Linked DNA regions of Zea mays: region 1 is linked to region 2. Evidence: chromatin contacts called from public Hi-C data. All regions are on one chromosome and are shown on one strand. The core of a region is the stretch at or near the end of the contact, and the rest is flanking DNA. Distances in the headings are between cores, read along the strand shown. Region 1 holds the start of LOC107303345 (Senescence-associated protein DIN1). Region 2 holds the start of LOC103626462 (serine/threonine-protein kinase ATR).

Evidence for each region. A called contact is a pair of places that touch in the nucleus more often than the background predicts.
Region 1: a Hi-C map of ear shows a contact between it and region 2, with 2.9 times the contacts expected there. The contact joins the promoter of LOC107303345 here to the promoter of LOC103626462 in region 2. A contact is called at or near these places in 2 of 25 Hi-C or Micro-C datasets (ear and tassel).

What each region holds. Positions count from the first base shown.
Region 1 is chr5:64,438,051-64,441,984 of Zm-B73-REFERENCE-NAM-5.0, forward strand. It overlaps LOC107303345 (Senescence-associated protein DIN1), which reads right to left and starts at 2,104. Exons shown (of 6, transcript NM_001320712.1): 1 at 1,827-2,104; 2 at 1,524-1,736; 3 at 1,333-1,406; 4 at 1,173-1,243; 5 at 1,015-1,068; 6 at 379-904. The coding sequence starts at 1,915. The coding sequence ends at 830. It overlaps LOC100501638 (GDSL esterase/lipase), which reads right to left. Exons shown (of 4, transcript NM_001196319.1): 1 at 3,619-3,934; 2 at 3,342-3,472; 3 at 2,972-3,223; 4 at 2,330-2,879. The coding sequence starts at 3,892. The coding sequence ends at 2,397.
Region 2 is chr5:64,112,887-64,117,085 of Zm-B73-REFERENCE-NAM-5.0, forward strand. LOC103626462 (serine/threonine-protein kinase ATR) reads right to left here and starts at 1,316. Exons shown (of 17, transcript XR_002262295.2): 1 at 1,013-1,316; 2 at 755-908.

The sequences.
Region 1 (3,934 bases), core at 854-3,353, 330 kb after region 2:
CACTCTGATGATATGTCCCGAGTTGTGGACCAACTCTTAAAGTTGATCGCCACCTTTATAGGTTTGTCTCGTTTAATCAGATCTGAAACCATCTGCTGTATAAATGTGTTTACTAGCCTCCTCGGACTAATATTTATATCACATTTGAGTACTGGAGGATTGAGACGCTTCCTTGCCTATGTTAGCACTTTTGTTAGGTTCTCATGCCCATTGTCGCCCTCTCGTCAAGTGCTCTGATACTTTCGTTGTAAAACTCTAAACTTGACGGTTGACATTTAGCATGTTTAGAGATCCGGCTGGTCTGAGTCATCTGAATCAGATTGACTCGTCAGCACTTCTGTCGTCAAAGTCATCCTATTACGTTGCATAGTATATGTGGGAACTATCCAAACTGCTTTGTATTTCTGTTATGATAGTAATAGAAATGGGGACTGCTCATGTATTTAATGATTTTGGCTATAAAAAAGGATAAAATCATTCCAAACCAAGACAGAAGGTGATCTGACTCGTCTGAGTGGTCTTGAGAGTTCAGAGGGGTAAGGTGTCTAGTTTCAGAGTTCGACGAGGAAACCCATACTATGAACAAATCCGCATGCAGGGAGTACCGAGCAGATAAGAATGTCCTATGCATGAGATGAAGCATGACGTAAAAAAGAAAGAAGCCTACTCGTTGTGCTTTACTTTACAACATGCTCCATTCCATTCCCCAGCACTCTTTATTCCAGAACTATAGCAGAAGGCAGGAAGACATATGTACAGGCTTGGACAGAAAACGCTGGGCAAGCTCCAACCACACTTACGACGCCGGCGAGGCAGGCTGAAATCACCGTCACTGGACGGTAGGCAGCTCGTTCTCCCTCCAGGTCGAGAATCCGCCGGCGATGTCGGTGACAGCGGTGAAGCCCTGAAAACACGGTAGCAGTGATTGGATTGACTGGCATCGAGTCGCAGAACGGCAAGAGCGAATTTGTGAGGAGGAGGTGATGGAGTCGGGCCGGCCATCCCCTAGCTTACAGCGGAGCAGAGCTCGGTCGCCGCCATGAGAGACCTCTTGCCGCTTTGGCAGCCCTGAGAAGGAGGAAGGAGGGGTAGCAGCAGGCGGAATTATATTCCCACCGAGTGTTGAGGAACCGACTGAAATTCAGATTCGTTCAGCAAACGTAGCTACGTACCACGATGATCTCGTCGTCCTTCCCGAAAGCCCTCGACACTTGCTCGAGAAAGTGAGCGTTTTTCGTCATTCCTGCGCGTGGCATTCAGAACCGAGGCGGCGCAAGAACAGAACAGAATAGAACAGATGAAGCAACGCTTTTTTTTCTTTTTCTTTTTAACCTGAGCCGGTTTTGTTCATGTATGGGATGTTCACAGCTCCTTCAGGGTGGCCGGCGCTAAACTCGCCCTCCGTTCTACACACAGACCAAATCGAGAGAGACTACTGAACTGTGTCTGTGTGTCGATAAATGTGATATCTTTCAACTCTGCGTCTGTCGAGTAGTGGCTGTGCCGTGCCAGTCGTGCCGTACCTGACGTCGAGGTAGCGGTGGCCGGCCTGTTGCAGCTCGTAGGCGACGCGCACCGGCACAGACCGCGGCACCGCCGGCTCCGCGCCAGCGCCGTCGGAGCGCAGCGCCTCGGCGCTGCAGCTGACGCTGACGTTAACCAACCGGAGCGTCCTCCTCTTGGCCGCGAAGCGAGCAGGATGAGGAGCTAGCGCGGCGCCACCGCCGCGCCACAGGCTGCGAACGGAACGCGGCGTGACGGTGAGAGCATGCAGAGGGTGGGCGCGGATCGAGCTGCGTGGCCACTGACTCTGACTGTGTGTGTACCTGCTGGCGCCGTTGGCGGGGTGCGGTGGCGGCGCCGGATGGGCGAGGAGGAGGAGGAGGGAGACGCCGCTGGCCGAGGTCGCCATCATCGCTGCCCAGCCTAGTTCGCCGCCCTCGCGGTCTCCGTCGCCTTAGTTCACTAACAGCAAGAGGCTCTCTGCTTTACCGTGCCCGTGCTTGCTAATCACATCAGTTTCTCCTTTCCCTCGTTGTTAACTAATACTGTTGCGACTGGTGATCTTCCAGCTTGCTGTGTCATGTCCTATCCTTGCGGCATTTGGGGACCAAAGCTAGCTAGAGCAGGATGTCTGTCAGTGACGGAGCAGGCGGATCGGATAGATACGGGCGACGACGAGACGGATAATGGATAACGCGCGCGCGGTGTGGACGTGTGTGGTGTGGTGTGGTGTGGGTGAGAAACTGCTCGGGGGTCTGGGTCGGGGCAACGCAACAACAACACCACGCCGACACGATGAGCTCAGTCAGATAATCCTTTTTCACTTGTTACACTGACTTTATTACCGTTATTGCCGCTATATGGGCCACAAGAATACAACAAAAAATGAGAAATCAGCCTATCCTCATGCGGGCCAGCTGCTTGAAGCTGACGGGCGAGGTGTACTGGGCCGGGCCATCATAGTAGGCCTGCGCGCCCAGCATGGCGGCCCGCTGCGACGGGTGCACGGAGTCCCAGAAGACGTAGCGGTCACGGTCGGCGCAGAGCGTGGCCGCGGGCGTGCAGTCGCCCTGCGCGCCCAGCCGCCCGCTCCCGCAGCACGCGCTGTCGGCGCTCGCGAACCCCAGCCCCAGCGGGTCGGCCAGCGACGCCTGCGTGAACCCGAAGCTGTCGGCCACGGAGTAGGCCAGCCCCGGCAGCTGGTCCGCGGCGAGCGCGGCCACGGCGGACCTGAGCGCGCCGTCGAAGCCGCCGGCCAGCTGGTTCAGGCCGTCGGCGCACGCGCCGGTGGCGTTCAGCACGCGCACGCGAGGCACGCAGCCGACCGGGCCCACGTTGACGATGCCCACCTTCCTGGCGCCCAGCTTGTACAGCTCCTGATATATGCATGCCATGGAGGAATTCATGTGTATTATTATAATAATAATAATACTAGTTTGTCATATGGGTGGTCGTCGCCGCCACGTACGGTGATGGTGGCAGAGTAGTTGGAGAGGAGGCTGCCGTAGAAGGCCGTGACGTCGGCCTGCGTCGCTGTCCTGTTCTGCTCCGCCATTGCCGTCGCGAACGCGAAGAAGTCGTTGCTGCCGGCGCTGACGAGGAAGAAGGAAGCGGAGAGCAGCTTGCGCACCGCGCGCTGGCCCACTGCGGCCTCCATCTCGGCCTTGGTCGACTCGAACAGCCGCACCTGCTGCGACAGCGGGATGTTGTTTCCGGCGTTCTGCACGCGCGCACGTAGACATACGACGTAGTATACAATATACATACATGGATCATATCGTACAAGAAGATGAGCTGGAACATGTATATGCACACATGACACATGGATCACTACTTACAGTGGAATCCAGAATCCCAGCTCCTGCCGATGCATAGCTTACTCCTCTCGTGACAGCGCTCGGGATTAGCATCTTCCGCGCTTTCAGCTCCAGATAAGCAAGGGGGCTCTTCTTGAATCCCAGAGCTTGGGCTGCATGCGTGCGTGCGTAGCACAGACAGACAGTAATCATCATACGGACATATATATATATGCAACTTTAGGCATGCATCATATCATATATAATACATGCATATAGTTCTTAGTTGTTCTTGTTGCATGCATATTGATATGCTCACCGACGAAGTCGGCGGTGTTGTAGCCATTGCTGAACCTTCCGGTGGGCTTGCCGGAGCCCGGCAAGTCGATGCCGTAGTAGGGCTTGTCAGCCCTGGGCACATCCTTCCCGGGCAAATAGTTGTTGTTGCCGACGTCCAGCGTCGAGTCCCCGAACACGTACACCGCAGGCACCGCCGCCGGCAGCAGCTTGCTCGGCCGCACGGCGGCGACGGCGCCGGCCACGAGGCTGAGGACGAGAACCTTCATCATGCCTACCTCGCACCACCCCATCATCGGATGATTGTTACTACTCGTATGTTTGGTATCTCGCTGAAG
Region 2 (4,199 bases), core at 66-2,565:
GAAGAGAAAAATACTAGCTAGTCCCTAATGATTCATATTACAGTTATGAACAAATGTTAAGGTCATAATTGTATTTTTACCCGGGCTGCGTCCCGTGCCTATAAATAGATGAACAGTACTACCATACTGTTCACGCTGTATTGTAATCACTTTCGCGTCAACACCTTCGAAGAAGCCGAAGGTATCAATGTAATATCTCATATGTTTAATATGAAATGAATATATGATGAATGGATAATATTTATCATCTCTATGAATTGTTATTCTCGTGAATGATGAAGGTGCGTCCTTCACGACCTTCGTCTGAAGATCATTATGTCCGAAAGGAGATGATGCTTCGAAGGACGAAGGTCCCTAATCTTTAACAATTGTGTTGACTTGTTCTTGATTCACAGCATTTGAGAACAAGTGACCAACAACATCATTGTTGTCGGTTCCTCTCAAGAAGCTATAGATGCAATAGCATCCGCACCTTTGGCCTCTGAGGCACTGAGATTTCCAGTTAAGTGCAACACATGTCTGCACGAATTGGTACCAAATGGACGATATGCAACACCGCCGCACACCTGAACGGGATAACTCCGTGTCCATTTTTTTAGGAAAGTGTACAGCACACGTGGTCCCAATAATAGCACATTAATACTGCAATAGCATCCGCAATCCATTCCCGGGTCGAAGCAAACTCAAACGCATGGAGCGATCGGACTAGGGTTTAGCGGAGGCGAAAAGGAGGGGAAGGAAGACCGCGCAGTACCTGAAATTGGGCTCGGCGAGGAACGTGAGGATGCGGGCGATGACGCTGAGGACGTCGGCGGCGCGACCGTTGTAGAAGACCCCGGGGAACTTGAGCGCCGTGAAGGTGATCAGCTTCAGGATTGCGCTGACTTCCCTGAGCTCCCTCCCGGCGGCTGCAACCAACCTCGGCGCACGGCAACGGTAAGGCCAACCGCGGTCCGCGGGAGTCTAACGTGGACGGAGGGAGCGAAAATGGAGGGGGGTGCGGCGCGCTCACCTTTGGGGGAGGGTACGACGTAGTCTCGTAGGAGGTTCGGGAGGACCTCGCGGAGTTTGACCTCGAGGTGCGCGGAGGCCGGCCCGGCGCCCTCGGCGGACGCAGTGGAGGTCGAGGTGGAGGCGATGAGGGCGCGCAGCTCGTTGATGTAGGTCGCCATGGCCCCGCGATCGCCGCCAGCGAAAACGGGGCCGGGAGGGGCGGAGGGCTCGGCGGCGGCCCTCGCTGGCCTTGCCCTTTTTCTTTCCCTCCTTAATTTCGAACGGAAGTGGAGGGGAGGACCGGAGGAGACATGTTCCGTGTGTTCCCCTCTCGTACGCACAGGTTGGCCGTTCGGGGTTCCCATTCGTAAGTTTAACTGGGCCGCAATGTAGGCCCAATTCAAAATTCAGAGCGAATTGGGTTGTTTGTTAGTGCAGGTATTTGTCGTCCAGTTTAATTTTCTTCCTCAAACTTAAAACAAGACTAGTCGGTTGCCTGGTATTTATCGTCCATTTTAATTTTCTTCCCCAAACTTAAAATAAGACTAGTCGATTGCACGTACGTTGCGATGGCTTACAACAATACCCACGTAAACTATCCACCAAAAAAATCTCAAGATGGTTTATTGATTTTCTCCGCTTTCCGTATAATATTTTTTGATTTAACTAACTGATGTTATTGTTTACTCCATCCAATATGTCTTGGTACAACACGGTCAATGAAGTGAGCAATTAGAAGAGAGTTCACAACGACTGACTGAACAAACAGAGATTATAGAATGACATAATTCCACCATACAGAGGCCAAATAAGAGAAAGTTTGTGAGCTCAAGTTTCTAAAATAAGTCATATGAACTCAAACTTTAAAAAAAGATAGATCAAAATATGGAGTGGTTGTTAAAGTCAGACATCAATAAAAACTGAATACGCTCCATACAAATTATGTTACTTCGTAGCAATTACTAACGTTTAACACCTTTCATTTTATTGTTAGTGTGACAAATCATTGTTGCTACATCCAATTCAGCAACCTCAAACACCATGGAGTCCATTGTGACAATATGGTCTCAGAAACGACCTAATACTTGCAAGAGCCAAGAACGTCGTGTCGTGTTTGGGTTGTAGCCTCGGTCCGTAGTGCTAGCCCGGCCCGACAAGATTATATTTTTTTATTTTATAAAAAACATATATACATATATACAATTTATATTCAATATTAAAAACATTTGATTGCCTCTTTGTTCTGATTTTGAAAACAAGACATATTACCTCTCTAAACTCTTGAAGATTACCTCGTCCTAGTTTTGAGTGGTTTTGAAGGTGGTTTTATCATTTTGCAGAGGTAAAAACTCAATAAATACTTAAAGGTTTTAAAAAACATAAAATGTTTATATGTGTTTTAAAAATCCAAAAACAATTATAAAGATAAGTAAGTATACACCAGATCAACAAAATATTTAGAACTCACAAAAATACCTTTAAATTATTCAAAAATATTTATATCTATATATATAATGAATACAATATATAGGAAACTCTTATATTATTTTAAGCGGTGTATATAAACATGCTCTGGATTTTTTGCATGGCAAAAACATGAGATGTAACTAGTGTAAATACAACATACATTGATGTTAAATGCATTCATCAATAGTACAATTTGGCTCTATACAAGCGGTAGACTTTTTACATCACAGGCGGTTCGGTTAGAAAATCGTCTGTGATGTCCCAGGCGGTTCAGTATGCCTGTAATGTAATAGTATCACAAGCGGTTTTTATTTAGAACCGCCTGTGGTGCTATATCCTTTTCACAAACGGACCCTAAGAAAAAACCGCATGTGATTGTAAAAATATGAAAATACAATTTAAATATGAAAATAATTTTAATTTTTAACAGAAATATGCAAATACAATTTAAATGAATTAATATTTAATTTTTAACAGAAATATGCAAATACAATTTAAATGAATTAATATTTAATTTTTAACAATAATATGCAAATACAATTTAAATAAATTATAATAGCACACATAGATAACTAGAGAGATTTTAAATTAATTGGCAACCACAATTCATAGTCGATCATACATGATAACTGTCGGGGACCATAATTAGGGGTACCCTCAAGACTCCTAATTCTCAGCTGGTAACCCCCATCAGCATAAAGCTGCAAAGGCCTTATGGGTGCGATTAAGTCAGGGATCAGTCCATACGAGCGACTCGATCATGCCTCGCCCGAGCCTAGCCTCGGACAAGGGCAGCCGACCCGAGGGATTTTCGTCTCGCCCGAGGCCCCCCTCCAACGGCGGACACATCTCCGGCTCGCCCGAGGCCCTGCCTTCGCTAAGAAGCAACCCTGACTAAATCGCCGCACCGACCGACAGAATCGCAGGAGCATTTAACGCAAAGGTGGCCTGACACCTTTATCCTGACACACGCCCCCCGGCAGAGCCGAAGTGACCGTCGTCACTTCGCCGCTTCACTGACCGGCCTGACAGAAGGACAGCGCCGCCTGCGCCACTCCGACTGCAGTGCCACTTGACAGAATGAGACTGACAGGCAGTCAGGTCCTGCCAAAGGCACCATAGGAAGCTCCGCTCCGCCCGACCCCAGGGCTCGGACTCGGGCTAAGTCCCGGAAGACGGCGAACTCCGCTCCGCCCGACCCCAGGGCTTGGACTCGGGCTAAGTCCCGGAAGACGGCGAACTCCGCTCCGCCCGACCCCAGGGCTCGGACTCGGGCTAAGTCCCGGAAGACGGCGAACTCCGCTCTGCCCGACCCCAGGGCTCGGACTCAGGCTAAGTCCCGGAAGACGGCGAACTCCGCTCCGCCCGACCCCAGGGCTCGGACTCGGGCTAAGTACCGGAAGACGGCGAACTCCGCTCCGCCCGACCCCAGGGCTCGGACTCGGGCTCAGCCCGAGAAGACGACGAACTCCGCTTCGCCCGACCCCAGGGCTCGGACTCCGCCCTGGCCTCTGCCGAACGACCTCCGCCTCGCCCGACCCAGGGGCTCGGACTCGGCCTCGGCCACGGAAGATAGACTCGACCTCGGCTTCGGAGGAGCCTCCACGACGCCCAACCTAGGGCGCAGGCCAGCCACGTCAACAGGAAGCGCCATCATCACCCTACCCCGAGCCGACTCGGGCCGCAGAGAACAAGACCGGTGTCCCATCTGGCTAGCCCCGCCAGATAGGCAATGATGG